Linked DNA regions of Sus scrofa: region 1 is linked to region 2. A link is a contact called in public HiChIP or PLAC-seq data. All regions are on one chromosome and are shown on one strand. Each heading gives the region's core, a stretch centred on a gene start, on an enhancer-like site or on the middle of the called end of the contact. The rest is flanking DNA. Distances are from core to core; before and after follow the strand shown.

Region 1 (6,437 bases), core at 473-2,972, 190 kb after region 2:
CCTATTTTAATCCTATTAAACATGCTTAACAGGAATGGTCAGAATAAAAAAGGCCACTGTTATAAAACACTTAGAAAACACAGTATAGCTTTTGCACATTGCGTTTTCTTGAGAATGAAGAGCTGCTTTGGCTTTCTATGAAGTTTGTGGGTTTTTTTTTTTTTTTTTTTTTTTTAAGCGTGGTTGGCTAGGCTCTCAAGATGCCACAGGCTGGAAGGGCAAAGGTGAGATGCTGCCCTCAAGCGGTCATAGACAGAAACACCAAGCAATGAGTGGAGTTAGAGACACTTCCCAAGGCTTCCCAGGCTAAGGGGTGAATATAGATTATCGTCTTTAATGTGACCTCATTTGTTCCCACAAGACAGTGTGTGTCTTGGAATATGTGGGTTATGTACAAAAAAGTAAATAAAAATCACCTCTAATCCACCACCCAGTGTGTGTGTGTGTGTGTGTGTAAAATTGGTATAATATTTACTTTAATCATGAACATTTCCCTTATTTGCTCTCTTCCAGAACATTTTTTTTAATGGTAGTCTATTATTCAATTGCATGGCTATACAATTTAATCAACTTGTTTTTTGACTTTCAGGTGGTTTCTAAATTCTTTACTATTATATGTAACCCCATAATGAATAAAGTGCAGTCTAAGAGTTTGCGCATAGTTCCAATTTTTTTTCTTGTGGTAAATGAACAGAAGTGGAATCACTAGCTAAATATCTATCCAAATATCTATCCTGGTATTGTCACATTTTCCTTCAGGAAAATTGTACTTATTTGCCACCAGCAGTGTATGAGGGTGTATGATAAAAGCCATTTTATATGAAAATCTTTGTTGGGTGAAAATTATCCAGTTATTATCTACGTTATCACCTTTATTATCAGAATTCGGGCCAGGACCATGCTGGGAGCTCTGAGGGTTAGAAGGCTGCTCTGGCAGGAATCGAACCAGCCTTCTTTTTGGGTGTCTGGGGTGTGAGTTCTTGCTCAGGGCCAGGCGCTGAGGGCGACACCAACGATTTGACCCTACACTCGCCCATCAGGAAGCTCCGTCTGATTTTGCAAACTGCACACCAAAGCAAGCCTAAGACACTGGGTCAGGACACTTTCCACCCCCTCCCAGGCTTAATTTCTTCCCCATCAGATGATGATGCAATCCCAGTCCTGTCAGCCACTCTGCGCTGTCGTGGGATCTAAGGAGATAAAAACCCGAAGGAGCTTTGCGAACTGTTGAGCGTAGTGCACTCGTATAGAATTATTACTAAAAATAAAGAGTGTGAGCGGAGGGAAGAAGAGGCAGAGCGCCTGGCGAGACAGGAGGCCGGGGGCGGAGACGCTCCGAGCGCGCCCCGGCTGGTGACTGGGAGGCGGCTCCAGGGGCCGCTGCTCGGCTCCAGCCGGCTCCGGGTTATTGGCGGCAAAAGCGCGTGGTGCCCCCCGCCCCCTCCCCTACACCGACTTCTCAAAACCACCGACCCTTCCCCTTGCAGGTCTCTCACCCCCAGTCACCCCTTTCCCTCCCCCGCGCCGGCCCCTCCTCTGGGAGCACACCCCTGCCCCTGCCGCTGCCCCCAGCCCCCTGCCCCTACCCCTGTGCCGCCCGCTCCCCGAAGAGCCCCGCCTCCGCGCCGACACCTCCCTACCGCAGACCCCTCCCAGACTTGACCCACACCCCTCGTCACCAATCCCTCCCCCGCGCCAGCCCCTCCTCCTGGGAGCCCCGCCCACGCGCCAGCCCCTCCCGGAAGCGCCCGCGGAGCATTCCCGCATGGAGCGCGAGCCGAGCGCCTCGGAGGCCGCCCCACCTGCGACCGCGCTCTTCGCCTGGGTACGTGACTCCGCCTTCGGGCCCGGGCCGCTGGGACTGAGGGGCGCCCGGACGCTGGGAGCTCCCGGCTGCGGCGTGGGCGGTACTGGGGCCCCGCGGCCGAGGTCCGAGCAGGGCTCTGCGTTGGAGGATCCTGGGCTGGGGGCTGAGGAAGAGAGGGCAGTGCGGGGCTGTGCGGAGCGGGGGTGGGAGGGAGAGGAAGAGTCTTCACCCGGGTGACTTAGGGGCTTCTGGCTGGTGGGGTCCCTACCGGAGGGGCTGCGGCGCCTCCGGGACGGTGCGTCTGGTTCCGCGACAGACTTCAGGCCCGGGTAGCGCCGGGAAAGACGGAGCGCAGGGCTCTGTGGAGGGAGGCTCGTCCAGTCCTGGAGCCCCGTGGGGCCACCTGTGCTCCCCCCACCCCTCCGCACTGCTGGGAGAATATAGGCCTTTCCCCAGCCCCACCCCAGCCTGGTCGGAGCATCCTTTGGTGTGAGGCCTGCGGTGATGGGCCGTGCACAAGGCAGAGACCCTGCATAGTTGCTGATATTCGCCTGTGACTGGATCTTGTCTGCCTTGAGGGGTGGGAGTCCGCGCTGGTGTTGGTTTGAAGGGAGCGCTGAGAGACAGGGTTATCTGTATGTATGGTGGCTGGGAGAGAGAGAGTGTGTGCACAGCAATGTGTGGCTGGCATTTGAGCAGATGCAGGAACAAGCAGAGGTAGTGTCTTGTAATTCTTCATAGCCTATGATTGTAATGAAATGTGTAACTTGTTAATGTCCGTCTCCTTGGTTAGAACGTTAAGTGTCATGAGGGTGGGTACTGTGCCTGTCTTGAATAGCGGCTGCCTGTGCCTGGCACATTGTAAGGTGCTCAGTACATACTTGTTGGCTAATGAATGAATCAATGAGTACCTGTTGTGTGCCAAGCTAGGTGCTGGTTTTTGGGAAAAACTCAAGTGTGAAAGACTTCAGCTATCCTGTTGGGGGTTGGGGGAGAGAGGGGGAGAATAAAATTTTTATTGCTGTTAAAACCTGTATGTATTGAGTAATCACAGCATGGTGATTATCAGTACCAGGCAACATTTATTAACTGTAAGACGTCTGCACACTGGCAGAAAGGAGAGCATGATGTGACCTGAGGTAGTCTGGCTGTCTCTGTGTCTCTGCGGTAGCATTTGAGCTGGGGTGGAATTGGGGATTGAATACATGCCTGGGGTGGGTGCTTTTTGCAAGACAGACATTGGGGTCTCTGTGGACAGAGGAAATGTCTGATAGAAAAAGCCTTTCCCATATGGCCTTGTCAGTACTGAGGCAAAAATATTGTTGAACCCAACCTCATTGCTGTGCTTGGAGGCTTGATGGTGTGTTCTTCCTGTTGCATTGCATTATCTGTGCGGAGGGGTGTATTAGTTTGCTAGGGCTGCCATAATAAAATATCACAGACTGAGAGGCTTAAACAATGAAAATTTATTTTTTTCACAGTTCTGGAGGGTAGAAGTCCAAGATCAAGGTATCAGCAGGTTTAATTTCATCTGGGGCCTGTCTCTTTAGCTTATAGATGGCCTGCTGCTTGCTGTGTCCTCAGGTGGCTTTTTCTGTGGGTGGGAGCAACCCTGTTTTTCTTCTTGTAAGGATTCCAGTCATATTGGATTAGGGACCCACTCTTATGACCTTGTTGAACCTGAACTACCTTTTTAAACACCCTGTCTTCAGATAGAGTCACATTTGGAGGCACTGGAGGTTGGGTAAGAATTTCAACAAATGAATTTCAGCAGAACACAATTCTATTCATAACAAGATGATTTGCCCTTTTGGCGGGTGTGTGTGTGTGTGTGTGTGTGTGTGTGATGTCTGGGGTTTTTGTAAGAAAAGGAGGCAAATACAGCTGTAATAGGTTGTGTTAAATTTTGTTTTGCTTTATAATGGATTTAGGGCCTCTTGCGGCATTACAAAAATTTGGTGCTATAATTTGAATCCCATGATGCTGGTGTATCACTCTTTTCAGCAGCCTGTAGTCCTGGTGATGGGGCAGCCATGGAGATCTCATGGCTAACAGAGAAATCCTGTGTACATGCTCTCATTTCACACTGTGTGTGTCTTTCATGCGATTTTTCTTAGGTAGGGACTCATGGGGTCTTATATTCATTCACTGTAAATTATATGCACACGTTCTCTGGGCCAGCATTGTTTCAGATGCAAGGAAAATAGCATTGAGCCAACCAAAGTTCCTGCCCTCATGGACTTTACTTTTTAGTAGGAGAGGTAGATCGTGAACAAGTAAACATAATGCAATGTCAGAGAGTGCTTTGAAGAAAAGTAAAGCGGATAAAAGGCATAAAGTGATGGGGTGTTATTTTAGATAGATGTGTACAGTTAGCTTCCTGCTAGGTAAGCCCTAGGCTGGTTCACCAGATATCCCTTTTTTCTTTATTCTTAGAGACACAATATGGTATAATGAAAGGAGTGGGGCATTCAACTTGTGGCCTACTTAGCTGTGTGACCATGGAAAGTTACTTAACCTCTCTGAGCCTTAGTTTCTTCATCTGTGGAATGAGAATAATAATGCCCTCTTTTCTATTGTGAGAATTAAAGGTGAATGCCCAGCACACAGAGAAACAGTCAGTAGTTGGTAGCTAATATTGCCCCGAGGGCCTCCGGGACCTGTGTCCCTGCATGGCTTGCTCTGCCAGCATGGAGTCCTTGCAGCCCAGGACAGCTGTGGAAGAGATCACAAGGTGCAGGAGTCAGTATGTATGTATGCATTTTTCGTAGTTATTTTAAATCATTTTTCCTCCCTCACAAGTCTTTAAAAACAACCACATTTAAAAGGTTTTACTGCTCATCTTTAGGAAGAACCAGCCAGTAGTAGGTGGTTGGAGAAATGATAAGGATTTCCAACATTTAAAAAAATCCTCGGAGTTCCCGTCGTGGCGCAGTGGTTAACGAATCCGACTAGGAACCATGAGGTTGCGGGTTCGGTCCCTGCCCTTGCTCAGTGGGTTAACGATCTGGTGTTGCCGTGAACTGTGGTGTAGGTTGCAGACGCGGCTCGGATCCTGAGTTGCTGTGGCTCTGGCGTAGGCCGGTGGCTACAGCTCCGATTCAACCCCTAGCCTGGGAACCTCCATATGCTGTGGGAGCGGCCCAAGAAATAGCAACAACAACAACAACAACAACAAAAAGACAAAAGACAAAAAAAAAAAAAAAAAAAAAATCCTCCCTGCAGGTCCATGTCCCTTATCTTCAAATTTGAAGACAAAAAGCTCAAATCCAGAGCTGACCTGACATAAGGTTGTGTATAGTCTTTGCCCACAACTGTGAGTATTCGTACCATTTACGGCAGAAATCAAACTGTTTTCCTTATGGGGTGCTGCTCCCAGACCTTGCAGCAGTGTATATGATTTATATACTGTATTCCTTGTCTAGAGTCTATAAAATGCTGAGTCTGAAATACACCTGGCTGCAAGGGTTTCAGATTAGGGATTCTGGACCTTTATCATATAATAACAATGACAAACGTATTGCCCACTGAGGGGAAATGTGTTTCCTTAGAGGAATCTCACCACGCGAATCTTACAGACACGAAACATTGGACTTAGAAAAGCCCTTGGAGATCATTGCCAACCTCTCTCACTATACAAAGGAGATAAGAGATGTGCCCCTCTTGAGGGCACGAAGTCCTTAGCCAGCTTTGATTCTGGAAAGTCCTTGCCAGTGAGGGTGTGGGGAGAAGTGCATTGCCCATCCACTTTGTTCCCATTTGTCCTCATTATTTCTTCCCTTAGCCTTCCTAGCTGATTAGCTGTTATCAGAAGGGACTCCTATGCTGTCCCCCAAAGGCAGCACATGCATTTTGGAGCCTCAGAAGGGGAAGGTGAAAGTACCACTGGATGAGTCGTGGATGCTGAGGGTTCCTCTCACATGGACATTGTGGTGTACTGGGGATGGGGTCACTGTCCAAGTATGGGGCGCATATAACAGCTTTTTTTTTTCCTTTCTTTTTAGGGCCACACCTGTGGCATATGGAAGTTCCCAGGCCAGGAGTCGAATCAGAGCTGCAGCTGCCCACCTACACCACAGCCAGATCCTAGCTGCATCTGTGACCTACACCACAGCTCTCGGCAATACTGGATCCTTAACCTGCTCAGTGAGACCAGAGATTGAGCTTGCATCCTCATGGATACTAGTCGGGTTCTTAAGCTGCTGAACCACAACGGGAACTCCTAAACCGCTTCTTAAGAATGAGCCTGTGAAATCTCATCTCTTACAGGTCTGAGAGGTTATGTCAGGGTGAGAAAGATGGGAACAGGTAAATTCAAGGGGACAGTTGGATTGGAGTTCCCAGACTTTTTCATCTTTGGCTTATTTTATCCCTAGGGTGCAAATAGCTATGGGCAACTTGGCCTTGGCCACAAGGAAGATGTGCTTTTGCCCCAGCAACTGAGTGAATTCTGTAAACCTGGATGTGTCAAGAGGATCACGGGAGGAGGGGGCCACTCTGCTATTGTCACAGGTAACTTCCTTCAAGAATATATAGCCTGTCATTTTCTTATTTAGACATTTCCCCCTAGGGTGTTCTATTAGCACTTTCAGCCTTTTGTATTTTGCAGAGAAAAACATTTTTTTTGGTG
Region 2 (6,723 bases), core at 776-3,275:
GGATGTGAAACAGTTATTTGCTGTGACTTCCTTTTGCTAAGATTATCTCATGCATGGAGTTTTCTGTCAGGTGTTAATCATTCTCCTAAGTTGATAGTCTTTCCATCCAGCCCTGTTGATCTATTCACCACTGGAAGAATGGGCTTATGTTTAGTTGGGTCTCCCCCCACCCCATGTTTAGGCTGACATTGGTAAAGTACCTAATTTTGATCAAGCATCAGAGTGCTGGAAAGGTTAAGAAGGGAAATCATTAACCAAAAGAGTGGGCCGATTTTATCCTGACTAACCAAATTATTTTCCGTTAGGAGTGAAAAATTACTACAGTTTTGGGTGTCATCGCCGTCACTTTTCAATGTTCAGTATTCCTGTGACCGAACTATTGAGAAGAGAGTAATAGAGACTCTAAACTTCTTTTGTGACTTATGGGGATTCAGAGTTAGTAGGAGGAATGAAGGTACCTGTCGCAGTGTTTTATAATGTGGACCATCCCATGCATCTTGTAAGCCTGTGCTCCACTCATTTGGGTTTGGTCCCTTGTGATTTTAGTATTGAATGCTTCATTTCCTTTGCTTTATTCATTTCGGGATTTCTTTAAAGATTAAAAAACTCTTCATGTGAGGAGATTTTATTTCTCTTCCCTGTTCCATTCATCAGACAATGTTTCTCATGGTCCAGTGACGTCTGAGACAGAAAAGAATGAAACTTTTCTCCCCTTCGGCATTCCATTATCATTTCGTTCTCCATCTCCTCTTGTGTCTCTTCAGGCTGTCAAGGAAAGGTAAACGAATTAGTTCTGTCATTTAATCCCATTTCTCATTTTACCTCAGATGTCATATTAGGTGGTTTTGCACTGAGGATGGAAAGCTATTTTGAATGAGGAAAAAGAAAGTCTCTAGATTATTCCTCATAGAGCTTGTTATGAAGCTGTTGTTTCTTATTTCAATCTTGGGAAGTTTAGTTTTCCTCTTTGTTTGAGTACATGAATATTTGAGTTGTTAAAAATGTGTTCCCCACCCCCAGACTAAGCAAAAGTTTAAAAGTCTGTTTTTTCTTCATCTCTGATAAGACCAGTTAACACATACCGGCCATTATTTAATCATTTCTCAATTTGGGCTGAGAATTGGAGACTCTTCAGAAGTCCTTCCATTGATTTTTCCATGGGCTCAGGATGGACATTTGACTTTGAAAGAGAAGACTTTGTGCAGCTATTTAACTGTTAAATTTGAGTCTTTCTGGATATAAAATTTGTTTTTTAAGAAGTTTATATTGGAGTTTCTGTCGTGGCGCAGTGGCTAACGAATCCAACTAGGAACCATGAGGTTGTGGGTTCCATCCCTGGCCTCACTCAGTGGTTTAAGGATCCAGTGTTGCTATGAGCTGTGGTGTAGGTTGCAGATGCGGCTTGGATCCTGAGTTGCTATGGCTCTGGCTTAGGCTGGTGGCTACAGCCCGATTCGACCCCTAGCCTGGGACCCTCCATATGCCATGGGAGCCGCACTAGAAAAGGCAAAAAAAGACAAAAAAAAAAAAAAAAGAAAAGAAAAAGGTTATATTGTGACAACTTGAGGAAATTCTTTGGCTAGGGTGGGGCAGGTAATTATGTGACTTCCTTAGCCTAAGTGGACAGAACATTGCAAGCTCAGCTGGAGTTAAGGACCTTTTCTTTAGGACTGATTAAAGTAGGTTAGTAAATGAAGTGAATCCTCATTGTATTACAGATTTTACACAGGCCTGATGTGAAATATGTACCTGATTAGGAAGTTGCTATAGGGTCTTTCATTTTTAGTAAGTCCAAGCTACCTTCAGGACTAACAGGAATATAGAGAACTTAGGTACTGAGATTTTCATTCTTGGCAGTAATGAGGTTTTTTTTTTTTTCTTATTTGTTTGTTGGTATTTGACTTCCAGTGTTTCTAGCTTGTGCGTAAAACTACTGAAAAGATTGGCACCCTTCATACAAGTCCTGATCTGAAAGTGAGACCAGAAGCCAGGGGTGATGAGCAGTCATGTGAAGAGGACATGAGTTCAGTCACTTGCCCAGAGGAGGAAGTCACTGAGTAAGCATAGAGATTTGTGTGAATTCTAGAGGAGTCAGCTGTCATTTGAAGAGAGCCATAAACATGTCTTTTGGAAAAAGGCACATATATGACCCTGTTCATTGTAGATTATTTGTGTAGCTTATGAAAATTGTAAACACCACAAAGTAAGTGATGGAAAATTATATCAATTCACAGTAAGTCTATGGAGACAGAATTTTAATTTACATCTCTTCCATCTTTCCTCTGAACAACCTCCCTCACCTCCAGATCTCTTCAAACTTTTGGGATGTTAGAGGAGTATGGGAGTAAGAGTAGGATGACCATGGATCTAGGCCTTGTTCCTGGATCTACTTCTGACTAGCATGTGACTTTGTGACTAATGCTCTCTGGTCTGTAAAATGAGAGTGTTAGCATTGATGTCGTCATGTACCTTCCTGTGATATGCTGGTGGCATAGTCCTTATGTAGTGGAGTTGTATAGCAGAGCCCTTGGTCTGGCACAGTGAGAAGGCTATCACTCTGGTCTCTGCCTTTTCTCATAGTTCTGGGGATCTGGGCATTGGAGGCAAGCAAGCTCAGCACTCACCCAGCATTGAGATAGACCCACCCAGGGCCAGATGAAAGAAAAGTGTGTTATCCTTTGAGTAACTTAGTGAATCTGTGTGTGTGTGTGTGTGTGTGTGTGTGTGAGTGTGTGAGAGAGAGAGAGAGAGAGTATGTGAGCGAGAGAGAGAGAAGTACTGATAGTGCTGTGGCATTTAAGGCAGCCTCAGTCTGACTTGACCCACCCTTCCCGCCTCATTTCCAACCACATCCTGTAAGTGCTCTAAATTCCAGTCCTGTCTGAGAACTGGGTGTGTACACCTCACTACTTTCCTTCATGCTTTTCCTTTTCCCCACTTGCTGTATTTCCTCCCACCCCAATTTTTCCTAATGCAAATCCACTTCCTCCGGAAAGCTTCTCTTGATTGCCTAGTCAGAGTCATTATTCCTTTGTTCTGTGCTTTAGAGCACAGTGCTTGTGCTGTTCGTTAACATTGTTTTATTCCCTTTTATGTTACAATTGTTTTCTTGCCTTTCTTTCTGACTCTGACTTGAATTTATCTTGAGGTCATGAACCTTTTTTTGTATTCATCTGTTTGCCTCATGCTACATTAAGTACAATACCTACCATTTAGTGGACACTTAGGGATATTGGCCTAAGGAAGCTCTAATCCCCTCTAACTCTTTTCACAATTTTCTAGGGGAAAAGAAGAAGTAGTCAGTCAGCCTCCAGAGGAAGACAAATTCCAAGAGCTCAAAATAGCAACAGCAGAAGCAATGTGAGTATTTATGAATGAGAAAGTTTTACGGTGAATGGGAATGACTTGAGATTTCCAAAAGTGGTCCTGAGATAGTATGGGGCAGAGGTAGTTTCATTTGGAATTGAAATTTGAGAATTAGTACAAAATTAATGTTCTCTGTGTTGTCTTGCTTGGTAAAGAATTGAAAATAGGGGAGTTCCCGTCGTGGCTCAGTGGTAACGAACCCGACTAGTACCATGAAGGTGTGGGTTAGATCTCTGGCCCTTGCTCAGTGGGTTAAAGATCCGGTGTTACCGTGAGCTGTGGTGTAGGTCACAGATGCAACTCAGATCCATCGTTGCTGTGGCTGTGGTGTAGACCAGCAGCTGTAGCTCTGATTTGACCCCTAGCCTGGGAACCTCCATATGCCATGGATGCCACCCTGAAAAGACAAAAAAATTTTTTTGCAAAAAAAACCACACATGATATGTAAATTTCATTCTTGTCTCTCTTGTGTAGGACAAAGCTACAGGACCCACTGGTTTTGTTTGAACCAAAGTCCCTGAGAATGGTTTTACAGGAGTGGCTTTCACAGTTAGAAAAAACATTTGCCATGAAGGACTTTTCAGGTGTTTCCGATACTGACAACTCCTCTGTGAACTCAAACCAGGATATGCTGTTGCTTGATGAGTCAAAAAAGGGAATATTAGATGAAGAATATGAAGAAGAAAAAAGGGACTCCTTAGGCCATGAAGAAAGTGTTGATCAAACAGCATGTGAATCTGCAAATAGTCTGAGGGAGCCCTTGGTTGATGACCTTTTTCAAGTATGTTCTCCATGCCTTATACCAGATGGTCTTCAGAAGGAGCTGGCTGAATTGATAACGTTGTGTTTGGAATTGAGTGTATTGAATTCTGAGATCAAAAGTGCAAGTGAACATGTGGACCACACTTTACAACAGAGTTCTTCTGAAATTCTGGCTTGTCAGTTCCTAAAGAAGTACTTTTTTCTCCTGGATTTGAAAAGAGCAAAGGAGAGCATCAAGCTGAGTTATGCTAACAGTCCTTGTGTTTGGGATACTTTTATTGAAGGATTGAAAGGTATTATCAGATTGCCTTACCAAAGATTGAAATTAGTGTAGAGGACAGTAAGAACTTGGCTTGCTTGCTTTCTTCCTTTCTTCCTTCTTTCTTTCTTTGCTGTGGCTGCCGCATGTGGAAGTTTCCAGGCCCAGGACTGAACCCATGCCGCAGCAGCAGCCTGGGTTGGTGCAGTGACAATGATGCATCCTTAATCTGAGGCACCACAAGGAAACATCAACATCTTGGTTTTTTTAAAAAAAATGTATTTATTTATTTATTTTTTGCTTTTTAGTGTCACACCTGTAGCATATGGAAGTTCCCAGGCTAGGGGTCTAATTGGAGCTACAGCTGCCAACCTCCACACAGCCACAGCAACATGGGATCTGAGCCACATATGCAACCTCCACAGCAAGGCAGGATCCTGGCCAGGGATCAACCTGCATCGTCATGGATCCTTGTCAGATTTGTTACTGCTGAGCTAGGACAGAAACTCCATCCTTCCATTTTTTGAGCTCCATCCTCCCTTAGGGGAAATGATTGAGATTGTGTTGCTATGTCTGGGGAGACATGTGGAAGAGGTAAACAGCCTCTTATAGGCGTAGCCTGGCAGTGGCTTACTCCTCTTCTGTTGTTGAGAATTCAGTCACATGGCCCTATCTAAGGAGTCTAGGAGATGACCCATGTAGGTGTCTAGAGGAAGAGGGTGGCTATGAGTGAAGAGCTTGCATGTCTACCTCAGGGATTTTAGTGCTCAGTCAGCAGTCTCCATGTCACACTTGATTTAAGGTCACACTATTAGTCATCCTCAAGTGGAAATCAGCTGTCACACCCTAGACGCCATGCATGCCCTGTTTACTGAATAGGCTCTTTCTTTGAAGAGGTGAACTTAACTCAAAGCTCTGAATAACAGATGTTGTGTTTCTAATAATGATGTAGGCTCTAAGCACACTTTGATTCATTACCAAAAGTGAATACTCACAAGTAGAGATGCATTTTTATAATATTATCTGACTTACAGATCTTCAATGTTTCTAGAAACAAGGATCTGTGGGTACAGTTCTGCTTCAATTCACAGGTAGCAGTTAAAAGCATAAGAAGTAATTTCAGCAATTCTCTTGTGGCTCAGTGGGTTAAGAATCCAGCATTGTCACTGCAGTGACGCTGGTCACTGCTGTGGTGTGGGATGGATCCCTGGCCCAGGAATTTCCACAGGCCAAGGGTGTGGCCAAAACAAAAAAGAGATGATTTCAGTTTCTTTTTCTGAATTGAGATAGACTGTCTTTTATGTTGAAGTTAAGAAAAGTTATATCTTTTCAAATAGGTTCAAATATTTGACATTATTACTTCCTGGGAATTTGCTATATCTGTCTCTGTTATGTGATTATACCCAACCTTCGTTAGAGGAAAGTAGCAAAAAAGGGCCTCCATCAACCTGAGTGGTCAACTTATTGCTAGAGCTGCCTAGAGCAAGTGTGGGTGTTTGAGGTGATGCTTTTGCTTCCTTGAATTTAAGGGGATTTGTTTGGCTTAAGACCCACCCAATCATAAAGCTTTCCCTCACTTCTCATGTTCCAAATGATGGCGTTCTATTCTGAACTCCTTGAAGTAGTTATACTTACTTCTGACCCAATCAAATTGGAGGTAGTAAAACTGACCTACTGAACAGGCTCTACTCTTGTAATGAGGCTGTAATTATGAAGACAGCTTTGGAACTGTTCTTTTGGATTGTCTTCAGAGCCAGTTGAAAACTATTTGAAAAAACTCATTTTACTTTAGGTTCATATATACATGTGTATATATTTTAAACTATGAATGGTTTTAACCAAATCTTCATTCACTTATTTATATACTTTGGTTCTAAATGACTTGGCTGTTCCCCAAGTCAGATCTTCCTTTGGAGGAAGATTTGCTATAACTAATGTTTTTCAAACATAGGTCAAATATTTTAAAAGTTGGGAGTTCCTGTTGTGGCTCAGCAGGTTAAGAACCCAACTATATGAGGATGTGGGTTCCATCCATCTTCTGCTTGGATCTGGCCACAGCTGTGGCTATGGCCTAGGCCAGCAGCTGCAGGTAGGGATTTGACCACTAGCCTGGGAACTTCCATATGCCTCAGGTGTGGCTCTAAAAAAAAAAGGAAAAATATTTTAAAAGTTAATTTAATTAAATTTGATTATTTTGTTTAAAAAGACTGATTGGGGTACTCATTTTAGAAAAAAACTGAGGTACTCATTTTAGAATTTGACATTGATGGTAGATACATAAATTACACTTATATATTAGCTTGTATATATAGTACCTTATATATGTACTATATAAC

Evidence for each region. HiChIP or PLAC-seq counts read pairs in DNA pulled down with a chosen protein or histone mark.
Region 1: a contact with region 2 is called in an H3K27ac HiChIP or PLAC-seq map of alveolar macrophages. The contact joins the promoter of SERGEF here to the enhancer-like site in region 2. A contact is called at or near these places in 1 of 5 promoter capture datasets (liver), 12 of 47 Hi-C or Micro-C datasets (alveolar macrophages, brain, embryonic fibroblasts and 6 more) and 1 of 2 datasets of contacts at active chromatin or transcription factors (alveolar macrophages).

Annotation. Positions count from the first base shown.
Region 1 is chr2:41,112,452-41,118,888 of Sscrofa11.1, forward strand. SERGEF (secretion-regulating guanine nucleotide exchange factor) reads left to right here and starts at 1,723. Exons shown (of 12, transcript XR_301734.3): 1 at 1,723-1,825; 2 at 6,184-6,319.
Region 2 is chr2:40,922,261-40,928,983 of Sscrofa11.1, forward strand. HPS5 (HPS5, biogenesis of lysosomal organelles complex 2 subunit 2) reads left to right here. Exons shown (of 25, transcript NM_001098603.2): 14 at 655-778; 15 at 1,909-1,918; 16 at 1,921-2,057; 17 at 3,283-3,360; 18 at 3,841-4,421. Among named protein-coding and RNA genes, the nearest start is that of HPS5, 19 kb to the left of the region's middle. Within about 2 kb of position 2,026, at least 20 of the 83 cell types and tissues checked have an H3K27ac peak or open chromatin away from gene starts, as enhancers often do. A contact at or near this core is called in alveolar macrophages and liver, where this site is marked.